Regions from separate parts of the Mus musculus genome. Here region 1 is linked to region 2. Evidence: chromatin contacts called from public promoter capture Hi-C data. All regions are on one chromosome and are shown on one strand. The core of a region is the stretch at or near the end of the contact, and the rest is flanking DNA. Distances in the headings are between cores, read along the strand shown. Region 1 holds the start of Pex26 (peroxisomal biogenesis factor 26). Region 2 overlaps Il17ra (interleukin 17 receptor A).

The links. Promoter capture Hi-C pulls out the DNA fragments that hold promoters and counts their contacts.
Region 1: a contact with region 2 is called in a promoter capture Hi-C map of pre-B cells, with 2.9 times the contacts expected there. The contact joins the promoter of Pex26 here to the enhancer-like site in region 2. A contact is called at or near these places in 3 of 39 promoter capture datasets (the C10 cell line, pre-B cells and stem cell-derived epiblast-like cells), 3 of 115 datasets of contacts at active chromatin or transcription factors (bone marrow-derived macrophages, pancreatic cancer cells and thymic regulatory T cells) and 1 of 9 other capture datasets (pancreatic islet).

Annotation. Positions count from the first base shown.
Region 1 is chr6:121,181,059-121,187,624 of GRCm38.p6, reverse strand. It overlaps Pex26 (peroxisomal biogenesis factor 26), which reads right to left and starts at 3,958. Exons shown (of 5, transcript NM_028730.6): 1 at 3,143-3,958; 2 at 1,775-1,915; 3 at 59-366. The coding sequence starts at 3,360.
Region 2 is chr6:120,480,826-120,487,493 of GRCm38.p6, reverse strand. It overlaps Il17ra (interleukin 17 receptor A), which reads right to left. Exons shown (of 13, transcript NM_008359.2): 13 at 3,767-6,511. The coding sequence ends at 5,010. Among named protein-coding and RNA genes, the nearest start is that of Tmem121b, 9.8 kb to the left of the region's middle. Within about 2 kb of position 1,308, at least 81 of the 459 cell types and tissues checked have an H3K27ac peak or open chromatin away from gene starts, as enhancers often do. A contact at or near this core is called in bone marrow-derived macrophages, pre-B cells and thymic regulatory T cells, where this site is marked.

The sequences.
Region 1 (6,566 bases), core at 2,709-5,208, 700 kb before region 2:
GTGTCGAGGGGATGCCACGAGACTGCTTTGCAGAGGCCACAAAGCCCTGATGTCCTACCTTCCTGCCTCAGCTTCTGGGGCTCCTGGGAGTCCGAGTGCTCCTGCGTGTGCTCTTGCGTGTGCTGCTGCCGTGCTAAGTGGATGGCCTGGAGCGCTTCTACCCGCTGCTCCTCGCTGAAGGCCGCAGAGCGCACTGCCAGTTCCTCGGCCTCTGACAAGCGACCCGAGGGTAGCAGCAGCCGGAACACGTGGAGTCTGGCCAGCGATCCATAATCAGGAAGGCCCTGGTTATCTGGATCTTGGAGCCAGGCACTGGCCACATCCAGCACAGCTCCGGGCTCTTTCATTTTGCTGTATAAAAGGATGCTGTGTCCCCAAACAACACAGTCCCCCCCAAAAGAAGAGTCAGTGCTCTATAGGGGTTTATCTTCAAAACTACAAATGTCTATAATCCTACCCTCCCAGGTCCTCCAGCCTGTCCCTGTGGAGCATGGACACTGTTAAGAATTAGAGACCAGGGGCTGGAGAGATGGCTCAGCGGTTAAGAGCACTGACTGCTCTTCCAAAAGTTCAATTCCCAGCAGCAAACACACGGTGGCTCACGACCATCTGTAATGGGATCTGATGCTCTCTTGTGGTGTGTCTGAAGACAGTGACAGTACACTTACATACATAAAATAAATAATAATCTTTAAAATATTAATAATAATATTAGAGGCTAGGGGTAGTAGGCAGTGATTAAGAGTGAGCACTGCTCTTGCAGAGCCCTAGAGTTTTATTCACAGCAACGATCCTGGGCAGCTCAAAACCACCTCAGGTTTTCCTCAGGCTCTGGGATATCTGAGACCATCTTCTGGATTCCGAGGGCACCAGCATTCATGTGCACACACAAATAACTTTTAAAAATAATAGTAACTTTTTTTAAGAATGAGAGACTGAGGGCTGGAAAGATGCTCAGAAGTTAAGAGCACTGGGTGTTCCTCCTGAGCAACCCAGGTTTGATTCTCAGCACCTACATGGAGGCTCACAACTGACTGTAACCGTAGGTCCAGGGAATCCAATGCCGTCTTCTGGCGTCTGTGGGCACCAGGCACACATGTAGTGTAGACATACAATGCATGCAGTACAGACAAACACTCAGGCAAAACACCCTTACGCAGAATAAGACAAAATGGAAAATATTTGCTGTCCAAGCCTGAGGCCCAGAGTTGCAACCCTGGCAGCCACGTGACAAGCTGGATGTGGCCCCACCCACGCCTGTAATCCCAGCATTGAGGAGGAAGAGCCAGGAGAATCAACTGGCGTTTGCTGGCTATCAGCCTAGCTAAGAAAAAATGTGAGGTTCAGGGAGAGGCCCTGTGTCAAAGGAATAAAGCAGAGAGTGATAGAGGCCTCCAAGTACCCTTCTCTGATCTCCACCCACACATGCATGTGCACCCACATGCACACACACCATACACATACCACTTATACACATACCCACATACACCTGAATTTATTCTAAGAATTAGAGATCCCCAGGAGGCATCAGGAAGCGCAATTGGCTCTGTCCTCCTGTCAGCCTGTTTCACTACTATCTGGGTGTGCTCTCTCTTCTTCCATCCTACTCCCAAATGCCCGCCTCTCATCCTTAACTGCCATTGTGTGAGGTCTGAACACAGTGAGACCCGAATTCGAAGGGAACTGACTGGGAATGAGGACAAAGGAGTCAGGAGACCCTGACTCAGGAGGACCCATGATTTGACCCTGACCTGGTTCTAGCACAAGGACCTACCACAGCTCCAGGACTTTGGGAGGCAGCTTTTCAGGAACCTGGTAGTACCGGAGGACCCAGGACAGGGCTTCTCTCCATCGATCCATTTCTGCCAGAGCCTGGATCCCCACCACACACAGGGAGCATTTCACCTCCACAATGCTGACAAGAGAAAACACAAGTCAGGTTCAGGCTGTTTCCCCTCTCTCCACTCCGTCTTCCACGCTGGGACAGGAAGCCAGCGTCCGACCCAGAGGCTGCTCACCTTTACCTTTTCTGTTATTTATTGGCCCAGGCCTCACCACTGGTCTCTTGGGCTGCCCTTCCACCCTGGAGTTAAGTTCTGGAAACCTCTTAGAGGCACACGAGCTATGGCCCAACGCACATCTCTGCAGCCAAGTGGAATGAGAACTGAACAAACAGAAAGGTAACCTTGTGGGAACAGCACACCGTGAACATGCACGTGCTCACTGGCGGAGAGTGGGAGTTAAGTGTGTGCTGACTGTGAAAAGGGCATGGGGTGAGGCTTCTGGCTGGGTGCTCCTATAGGAGCTTAACTGGTCTTTTAGAATTGTCTATGTCCAGCCGGGCAGTGGTGGCACATGCCTCTAATCCCAGCATTTGAGAGGCACAGGCAGGTGGATCTCTGGGTTCGAGTCCAGGCAGGTCTACACAGTGAGTTGCAGGTCAGAGCTACACAGAGAAACCCTGTCTCAATATGAAGACGAAAAACAAAACCCTATAAAATTACATCCAATGGGCATAAGCAAAGCCCTCAACATTCGGGTGTGCAACCTTCATCCCTCTAAAACCACAGTCAAGTCTCTCTAGTGTTTGCTTTTCTTCAGTTAACTATTCTGACTACTCCCGCCATTAGCGTGGCCTCACACAGCTCTTAGGAAGGTTTACTCCACAGAGAAATGGTGCCCTCCAGCTGTCAGAGGAGGCCAATGCATTAGACAGAGCAATCTAAAGATAATTCACTCAGTCCTGCAACAGGACCAGAACAGTGTGCTTCTTGCCTTGACACCCCGCTCTACCCCCCATTTTCTATAACCTGCCAAGGCTAGGTTAAATAGGAGGTGTGTTCCCAAAGAAGGCTGCTACCTGCTTACTGAACCTCCTCACGACTGAACACTTAAAAGACATCTACCCTGTCCTGCACTGAAAAGGTGAGCCAAGAATTGACTGTGGCGTCCCTCCAAATTGTTGCATGATTTGACTTCATTGTACAGTCTCACGGGTGCAGGATGAGCAACCAGCCTCTCTCAAAGAGGATCCCTTAGGGAAAGCAAGGTGTGTGGTTGGCGCAGTCTCACAATGCCAGATATTCAGAGACCCGAGTTCCTCCCCAAAAGGATCCAGAACGGAACATAGCTCAGCACGTACGTGCCACTCACGGGCTCCTCCGCCAGGCTCTGCCAGGCTCGTTCGCAAGTCTCTAGTGCGGCATGGAAGTCCAGGTGCACCACCAACAGGTCGGACGCCTCTTCCAGCAGGTGCACCGCGGGGGACACAGCGGGGAGGGCGAGCGCGGGCTCGCTGCTCCGCAGAGGGCCCACGAGCCCTTTCAAAGGGGCTGCAGACGTCGAGGCGTCGCTCTTCATAGCCAGCCTGGGTTCGACCAGGTCTCCTCACACGTCAGGAGGACAGCTTCTCGGGAGCTTCCTGGAAATTCGGACTGGGCCTGGTAGATGTCCCGCAAGCCTCGCACTCTTCCCCTCCGCGCCTCTCCAGGTCTGTTCCTAAGGAAGGACCAGGAAGGAGCTGGACCCGGGCACAGCCTGCGCTCACTGACAGCCTAACCCTTGGGGCACTGGCCTGTTCAAGACTGTCTGTTCAAGACTAGTGCTGCCGAAGGCCCAGCACTAGTTCCTCCTGTCCCTGGACCGGTGCTAAAAGCACCGAAACTCCCAGAGTAGAGAGCGCGACAACAGAAGACCTGCACGGGGAACCCACGACGGTGGACACCTCCTCTCCACCCCTCTTAGCCACTACGACGCACGCGCACGCTGGAGCGAAGGATTCTGGGAGTTGTAGTCCTGGGCTCTTGGGTCTGTGAAGCTTCGGGGAACCTCTCGCGCCCAGAGACTGCCATCTTCCAGAGAGAACGCACTGGGTCGCCAGCTTTGGGGTGGAAAAGATGAGGAAGCTAAACCATTAGTGAAATGCCTTTGTCCTGAGAAATGTGATCCTTCCTTCGCTAACCGGAAGAGGACGAACGGAAGAAATTCCAGTTAGGAGGTGGAGCTACCTGCACCTTTATTATTAACCTCTGAAGGAGTCCGTTGAGAAGGGTCTGCTGGAAGCTTAGGGAAAAAAGAAAAAGAAAACTATGGAGCTGGCTATTTCCTCTTCCTGGGTTCGATGCTGCTATAAAGTGTGGCAGAATGGAAAGGCGCTTTCTGTCTGTTATTTCTTCATCTCTATGAGTTAAGGACTATTACTCTATTTACAGGTGACATAGGTCACACGACAAATAAGTCACAAAAACATTGTCAAACCAAAGAAAGCACTTTTTTTGGCTGAAAGGAGTGTCAGGGCAGAGGTAGATCTGATCTGTGCTTTGTATTAGGTAGGTGAACCATCAACACACAAGTGAGTTACATAAACTCCTGGATCCTGCATTGTTTATATAAATAAGGATGTCATAAAAACAAAGCCATGCACATGTCATGCAATTCTTCAAAACAGTACTGAACCAATGTAAGAACTGATGCTTTATAATATACAAAAAGTAAATACATTTAAATATGTATTTTTATGTGTTTATTTATATTGTTTGTGTTTCACAGGGCTTCTCTGTGTAGCCCTGGCTTTCCTGGAACTCACTCTGTAGACCAGGCTGGCCTTGAACTATGCCTCTGCCTCCCTAGTGCCGGGAATTAAAGGAGTGCAATACCACACCTGACTTCCTATTATATAATTTTACACAGACTCATAAATCACCAATTATCTGTGCTTCAGGCAGGATTTCCTATCTCTTCCACATTTATACTCAGTCTTCATGGTTTTACTTCGTCCAGTTCTCTACCTTCTGAACTCTCTCCCAAGTTTTCCTAGAATCCCTTGCTCCTTAGTGACTGGATAAGACAGCGAGGTGCTAGGCTAAGACCTGCTCACATCATATATGCCTTTCTTTTATCACTAACACCGACAGGACATGGCAGTCTTTAAATCTCTGCAGAAGGTCCTCACACAGCTGAGACAGAAATGTCAAGTCTGCTAAAGCCTGTGACTGTGTAAGGTGAAAGGGCCAGGATGTCACTTGTTTAAAAATATATATACTGTTTAATTCCCCCTCTCCCCCCCACTGGGGACTAGAGAGATGGCTCAGCAGCTAAGAGCATTTGTTTTTGCCAAGTACCTGGGTTCAATTCCCAACACCCACATAGCAGCTCACAACTATCTGTAACTCTAGATCCAGGGGATCCAGTGCTATGTCCACTCCAGTAGTGACTGGCTTGGCAGGCCTAAAAGCCTGGAAGCAGTCACAAGGCAAAGAGTTTCAAGGAAACTTAGCCTCCTGGAACCTTGGCATTCCCATAGCTAGAATGCCCCAGATTTGTCCCTGCAATATTGTGGAGGGTCTTGCATACTTTCTTACAGTATTTTACTGGATAAGAGTTAGAAATCTCAGGGCAAGCTTAGCAAAGTATACTTAGAATCTTCATTACAGCCAAGTTACTCTCATATGCAAGTATTTACCAAGGCCTAGGAAAAAGGGGGGTTGTGTTGTTGCATTATTCATGATAAGGTCTGCTAGAGCAGAACTCCCTGGTGCTAGCTTTCACAAGGCTCAAAGGAGTAGCACAAATTGTGACTAGGGTGTGAAATCCTTACCTGTCATTAGCTGACCCTAGGCAGGGCTGTTTTATCTTTACTGTAAACATTACCTGGTTCCTGTCAGTCCTTTGAAGTCATTCCTCTGTTTTGTGTCAAATACTTCAGTGTACTTTGCCTGTTGTGACACCCTACTCCTTTGTTTTCTGTATTATATTTTATAAGCCTTGTGAAAAATTACATCCAGATACAGCACTCCCTTGTGTATGTGTCTGTTTGTCAATTCTCCAATTCTCGCCAACTCCATGCCCACCTGCCAGAACCCCTGATTTCCCACGGATTGAGGGGGGCTGACTGAGCCTGGTCCATGGCATCTAATGCCCTCTTTCTGACCTCCTGGAGTACCAGGCTTGCGCATGGTACACATACATATATGTAGGCAAAACAGTCACACACATCAAATAAGATGAATCAATTCTCATATATATATATATACATACACACACACATACACATATTATTTTTATACACTCGTTTGTGTGCCACAGTGCACACGTGGAGGTCAAAGGACAGCAGACAGTTCTCTCCTTTTGTGTCTTGGAGACCAATCTCAGGTCAGGCTTGGTGGTAAGCCCCTTTACCCACTAAGTCATCTCACTGGCCCCAGAAATGCTTTTTGTTACTAGTAGATGGCAGACATTGTCCTAGACCCTGAGGGTCCCACAGAAATGAAGGACAAAGCCTTGGTGAGTTTTGGAAGGAAACAAACAACAAAAATAAGCAAATGCTTATTAATAAACAAGTACACATGCCTATAGATCCAGCTACTCCTGAGGGTGATATGGAAGATTACTTTAAGGCCAGGAATTGGAGACCAGCCTGGAAACACAAGAACATGTGTGTGTGTGTGTGTGTGTGTGTGTGTGTTTACATTATTCATGATAAGGTCTGCTAGAGCAGAACCCCCTGATGCTAGCTTTCACAAGGCTCAAAGGAGTAGCACAAATTGTGACTAGGGTGTGAAATCCTT
Region 2 (6,668 bases), core at 59-2,558:
TCAAGCCCGTGTGATAAATCTCACAAGCCAAAATGTATATATACAGAAAACAACTCCAGGACAATGTAGCAGCACGCTTTCATTTCTTCCTAAGTCTGTCCAGGCCTGTTATACATATTTAGACACATCTTCCAGGTAAGCCAGCAGTGCCTGTTGGCTCTGGTCAGCTGGAGTTCCTCAGAGACACCCGAGAAAACTGGAGGAGATCTCTGGAGGACTGGTTTAGTGTAGGGACAGGGAGGCTGCCCCGGGGTAAATGGTGGTGGTGCAGTACTGCTGACAAGGAAGAGGACAAAATCACACCCTGGGGCACCAGACCAAGGTGCAGAGCCGCTGGCTCATTCCTCAACAGTCACCTGTCGGTGGCTGCAGCTCCTTTTCCTGAAGCACTGGGGGATAAGAAGCTACTGAAGCCACCTGCAGCCACTCTAAGCCACCTTCTGTCACCTCTTAGAGCTTCACTTCACAGGAGCCTTCAGATGTCAGCTGCTCAGTGGGGTCAACATTCCCTGTGTTTAAGCTCAATTGTAGCTGAAAGCAAAACTGACTTTCACTTTCTAAGCTGGTTTCGTGGAAGAAAAGGTTAACCAATGGAAGCATCTTGCCAAGGTGTGGTCACGCCCTTCTCAGACCACGGTTACATCACTTTCTCCAGTCTGAGATGAAGGATCCACCTCCTACTAAGGTGCCCATAACCCAAGGGTGATCCTATAGGAAAAGTATCCAGGTGAGGAGTGGACAGGGCAGGCTCGACAAGACCTTAACTCATCCGTAAGCAAAGAAACAGAGGATGCCAAGTTCCAGTAACAGACAAAGGCTCTCTCCATGCAGTGACCACCCACCTTCACTGTTCAAAATGGACAGGGCTGGCATGGGGACCTGGTGCCAGCAGAGGCCACAATTGAGAGAGCTGGAGGAAGAGCAGGACCAAGTAGATGGCCCTGGGAGCCACTTGGGGATGGGGTGATGTGACAGCCAGGAGCATGCTACCCTGCCAGCTCCTTGTGTTAGCCTCCAGAATAGAATCTTCCGTAACACGCTCTAGTGTGCTGCCCTGTGGCTACGTTCCCACAATGATATATTCACTTGGTGTGAGCCAATCCTGCGCAGAGATAGCTTTGATAATCTCAGAAAGCAAACACTAGAGGGAGAGGGCAGGAAGCAGCAGAAGAAGAGGCTGAGCAGTGCCTGAGGACACACAAGCTGCTCAAGCCCAGAACCAGGTCAGAGGCTCCGACTGAGGGAGGAAGCCGCTGGGCCTGTGGGGAGAGGCAGCAGTGTGATGGAGGAGCCACAGAGGGACCCGGTTGTGGTTAAAATGTTCCAGCACTTCCTGGGTGTGGAGAAGTCAGCTCCTCTCATGTGAACTTCACCCGTCCCTTACAGACAGCTATGAGGTAGGAACTAATGTGGTGCCCTTTTTAGAGAGAGCAACCTGGAGCCTGGGAAAGTTGTTGATCTAAAGCTGCTCAGCTTCTGAACAGGGCCGGGATGCTCTTTGTAAGGAACTTTCTGTCTAACACGTCTGACTTGTGAGACGCAAGTCCTGAATTTCAGTGCCAGCCTTGCACTGACTGTGCCAAAGAGCTCTTGGGATGTTGCTCTCTTACACAGGCTGGAGCCTACAGTATCGCCTGGTGGCCCTTGGTGAGCAGGTCTCCTCTGGAGGCGCCAGGGTAGGGCAAAGCCTGCTCTTTCACTTATTTAGAATGGGAATCTAACTGCCCATTGCGTCTCCAGGATACCACCCTCCTCCTGAGTCCCTACTTTATTTTCAAGTTTTCTTGTCTTACTTCCGGGACTGGGGATGCAACCCAGGGTCTCAGGCTGAGCGAGCCATCTGTCACTGAGCCGCAGACCTTACCTGTTTCATTTTCACAGGTAAATAAAAACTAACCAAACCCACCTTCCTCTCCCATCACAGATGTCAGCTCCAATGCAGCTGGAAGCCTGGCTAAGGGACTTGCGTGTGAGCCTTCCGAAGCAGTGCCAAGAAACTAGATCTGGACTGAAACACTCTATCAAGTGACACCCAGGTCACCTCTAATTGTCCCTTACTCTTTCCTTGTTCATCCCCACCACCACACACACACACACACACACACACACACACACCTCATTTCTCAATTAGGCTCAAGACAGGAGAGTGCACTCAGGAGTTTGCCTAGAGATGCAGGGAAATGCCTGTCAGGAGTACAGGTCCCATGCCCCCTGGTCACGTGCTGACTGATGTGTTCTACTAAGCCTCACCCTGCAACTTTCTAGGAGATAGGCAAAGAGCCAAGAAAGCAGCACATGGTGGCAGCGGCTGGCTTCTGGTGGTGGTGGTGGGGGGTGTGTGTGTGTAAATAAGATCTTAAACGACTTGTGTGTGTGAGTGGTTTGCCTTCATGTATGTATGTGCACTGTGTGCATGGGTATGCCTGGTGCCTGAAGAGGCCAAAAGAGCACACTGGATCCCCTGGAATTGGAGTTAGAGGCGGTTGTGAGCTGCCATGTGGGTGCTGAATACTGAGCCTGGGTCCTCTGAGAAAGCAGCAAGTGCTCTTCCGCCATCTTTTTCTGTTTTTTCCTGAGGCACATGTGTGCTAGACAAGTACTCTATTGCTGAGCCACACCTAGTCTCCCAAACAGGGGTCCTCTCATTCCTAGTTACTGGCATGTGTGCCTACATACTCAGTGTCATGTGTGTGTGCCAGCCATGAAATCTGTGTTGAGATCAGACTCTCTCCTTCCAGGCAGGCCCTGGGGATTGAACTTAGGACATCAAAGCTGTGGTGGGGGGTGGGGGTGGGGGTGGGGGTGCAAGCCCCTTTACCTGTGGAGCCACCTTGTTTCCTGTCTTGAGAGAGGGTCTTACTATTACCAAGGTTGGCGTGGAACTCCTGTTGAGACTCAAATGTGGCACCATGCCAGGCCAAAACAGTTTCATTAGGCACGGTTCAGAATAATACAAGCATAAAGGAATGGTTTTGATGTTCTTGGTGATCTTGGTGTTTGTCTGACAGCAGGCACCAGTTTCTAGAATTTCTAACATTCATGATGAGCAAAGACCTCTAAGGAGGAAGTGGTATGAAGAACATGAGCCAAGAAGCCCCTGAGAATTCTGATCCTAGTATATGGAAAATCTAGAACAGACATGTCTAGAAAATGAAAGAAAGCAGACCTGGTGCTACCTGGGGCTGAGGAGGTGGGGGTGCGGGGGGAGGCACACCAGGCTTCTTTCTGGGGTATACGAGTGTTCTAAAGCTGATTACACTGTTTGTCACTGAACTCTGAATATGCCAAGCCACTCAGCTGCAAAGGGACAGTTGTGAACTGTATGATGTATGGATGTCTCTATAAGATCTCAGGAGAAAGAAATCGAGCAGAAGAACTAATGTACTGATATGATCTAATGACAGCAGCTAGAAGCTGAGGGCTGGGAGCCCTACGTGGAGTCAGACATGGTAGAGAGCAGTTCTGGGCTGATGTGGGGCTGATTTGCTGCTGGGAGAACTTACGTTTAAGTTCGTATCTGAAACTAGGGTGGCAGATGCCATAGGCTTGACTGGTGTCTAGATCCAAGGGCCCTTGCTGCCTGAATTTCTGAAGAAATAGAGCTGGGAAAGGCTGATGGGTGGGAGGGGCTTTCTCTTTCTCACTTGGCTGCTGCAGGGTTGAATACAGGCCACACAGTGAGACTTGGAACCTCAGGGCTTGCTAATGCTAGGCAAGACGTGTCTGACCTATGGTAAGAGGTGATTCAATAACAACTATGAGTTCTTACCAATACAGCAACTTTATTAAGTCTTCATTACTGCACACACATATGCACACACACAATCACTGAATTCGTGCTTCCCACAGCATTTCATGGTCCTTTTCTCACCTAAGTCTAGGAAGACCTGTGCATTCTCTAGAACCTACGCCACAAGGCTGCTGTCTGCCCCATGAGGGCGCCCTGGAGCTACTTTAAACAACCTCTCTTACTGTAGTTATACAGTGACATACTTTCCTCTGACCTTGAGGGCCTCCCGAGTTCTCCTGTTATGCCACGCCCCCATGCCCACTACCCTCACATCTTTCTCAACTCCCTCACTGTACCCCGAGGTAGAGCTCTCCAGGGATCTGGTGGCTGCAGCCCATGAAGAATCACATGCCGCAGCCCTCCCACGGACTGGCAGCCAGCACTTGAGAGAGCACAGGATTTCACACGCCTCTTCCTGCTTCTCAAGTTTTACATCACCCATTTCTATACCAGCTCTTTCTAAAGAACTGATCTGAGAAGACTTCTGGGTATATTTGGCATGAAGTTTCCTCCCCCGTAGGGCAACAGATCCACTCATGAGAGGAGTCCCCAGCTGCTCCCACCCTAGCCCCACAGAGCTCTCTCCACCCTGAGCTCTGGCTCCTTCCTAATACTCAATCCACAGGCCACTCCCCTCTTGCCCAGACGCCACCCGCAGGCTCTCTCGGGTTCTTCTGCAGCCAGGGCAGCAGCCCTCTATTCATCCTGGCTAATTTTACATCCTTACCGAATTTTAAGCTTCTTAGTGGCTAAGGCTGTGTCATGTAACTTGTTTTTGAATTCCAAATGTCTGATGAATAGTAGGTACAGAATAAATATTCAAGGAATGAGCAACACACTTGGCTATGAGCTCTGGGAACGGGCTGTGGATTCTTGTGCAATGATGACCAGATGCTCATGTCGGGTTATCAGGGAAAGGGGTGTGTTTAGGGATCAGTACCAAGATGTCTGCATTGATTTCTCTGAGGTCTTGCTATGTTTTCACACTGGCCCTGAACACCTGGCTTCAGGAGATCATCAAGTCTCAGTTCCCAAGTGCTGGGACTTCAGGTATACAACACTATGTCAGATTCAGATGTTCACATTTCTAAGCCGGGCACTACACACACACACACACACACACACACACACACACGCACACACACACACACACACACACACACACGCACGCACACACAGAGTACAATATACACCCTCTTAAGTAGCAGGCTCAGGAGGCCTAGGAGGGATTCTGCTCTTCTGGGGTGGGTCTCCGTGGCTCCAAGCTGTTCCAGCCAGGGTTCTTCTCGAGCTCCCAGAAGAAAAGCTGCCTCTGGAGCTTCCTCAGGCTCCGTAGTTCCTCAGGAGAGAGAGACTCAACGGGCTCACCCAGTTCTAGCTCTTCCTCCTCCGTGAGCCACTCGGGGGGCTGCGGGGAGCTCCTGGAGATGTAGCCCTGGTCCGACTGCACCGACTGCCGCTGCTCCTCCTCAGAGGGTGTGCAGCCCTCGAGGACCACCTCTGGCCTCGGCCAGCTCTCCAGGGGCTGTCCACTCAGGCTCTGCTGCAGCACCGAGAGCATTAGGCTTTCTAGCTGCTCTCTTGCATCGCCTTGGAGGTGGTCAGGTGACATCATTGGGGTGCTACAGAGTGGCAAGTCATCTGAGTCCACGGGGAGGCAAAGGATGCTGTTCCTCTGGACCCCCAGCAGCGGGCAAGCCTCGCTGTCCTCTGTCATGGGCAGCTGGGCAGCTGCTCCACTGCCGTCTGGGAGATGGAGAGGCTCCACCACATGAGCTGCAGGGACCTGCTCTGCTGGCAGCACCATGCTTTGGAGGGTGTGAGCCACTAGCTCTCTCTGTGGCCATAGCTGAGGGTCCAGCTTTGCCATTCTACTTTCTTCCTCACTGACACAGACATCTACCACAAGGCAGCCGTCAGATGGGAGTTCCCGCACCAGGGGCTGCTGTTTGACAATTCCTCCCCCTGGTGGCAGCAGTGGGTCTTCAAACACTTCTTCATCCAGGGAGGGAAGATCTTGGCCATCAGCTAAGCAGAGGTTCTCACGCTCGAACCAGTCGGGGCACTGGGTTTGCCACTCCTGGAACCTAAGCACAGCCTCCTTGAGCTGCCGGCCACTAGGGCTCTGCAGGTAATTGTCCCCTGTGAGCTCTCTGACATGGTGCATCCGGCCGGGTTCAAACATCTCCAGGTCCTGGATCCGGAAGTAAACCTCCTCAAATCTGTCCATGAGTGGGTACCTGGAGGTGATGTTGAAGAGGTCGGGGACATCCCTCTCACTACAGATGCCACTGAAGTAGCAAACAACGTAGGTGCCGAAGCAGGCTGGCCTCTTGAAGTCTGGCAGGATCATGTTCATGGCTGCAGTGAAAAGGTCCCCAGCAGGCTTCCAGTGGTCACACCGTAGCTGGACAGCAGGCTCAGCCCAACCCAAGATAGCTTTCCACTTTGCTTGGGTGCCTCGGGAACACAGGATGATGATTTTGGAGTTGCTCTCCACCATCTCCTGCTTCTGTCGGCTCACCCAGGTCATGACCCCCACCTCAGAGATAACCTGCTCTTCCAGGAGGTCAAGGGCTACTTCAGTGCCACAGGCAGTGATCAGGAACTGGGCGAACTTTAGGACCACCTCCACATAGAGGGGGTGGTCGGCCGAGTAGACGATCCAGACCTTCCTGGGCCTCAGGGGTGGGGGAGTCAGGTCTGCTACGGGCAAGATGCCTGGAAGAGACAAAGAAACGTGTGCTGATCCTCATGCCAAGGACTGGACCTGGGCATTGCTCTCTAGAGTAGCGGTTCTTAACCCTTCGGGGGTTGAACGGCCCTTTCACAGGATTGTATATCAGATAGCCTGCATATCAGATATTTATGTCATGAA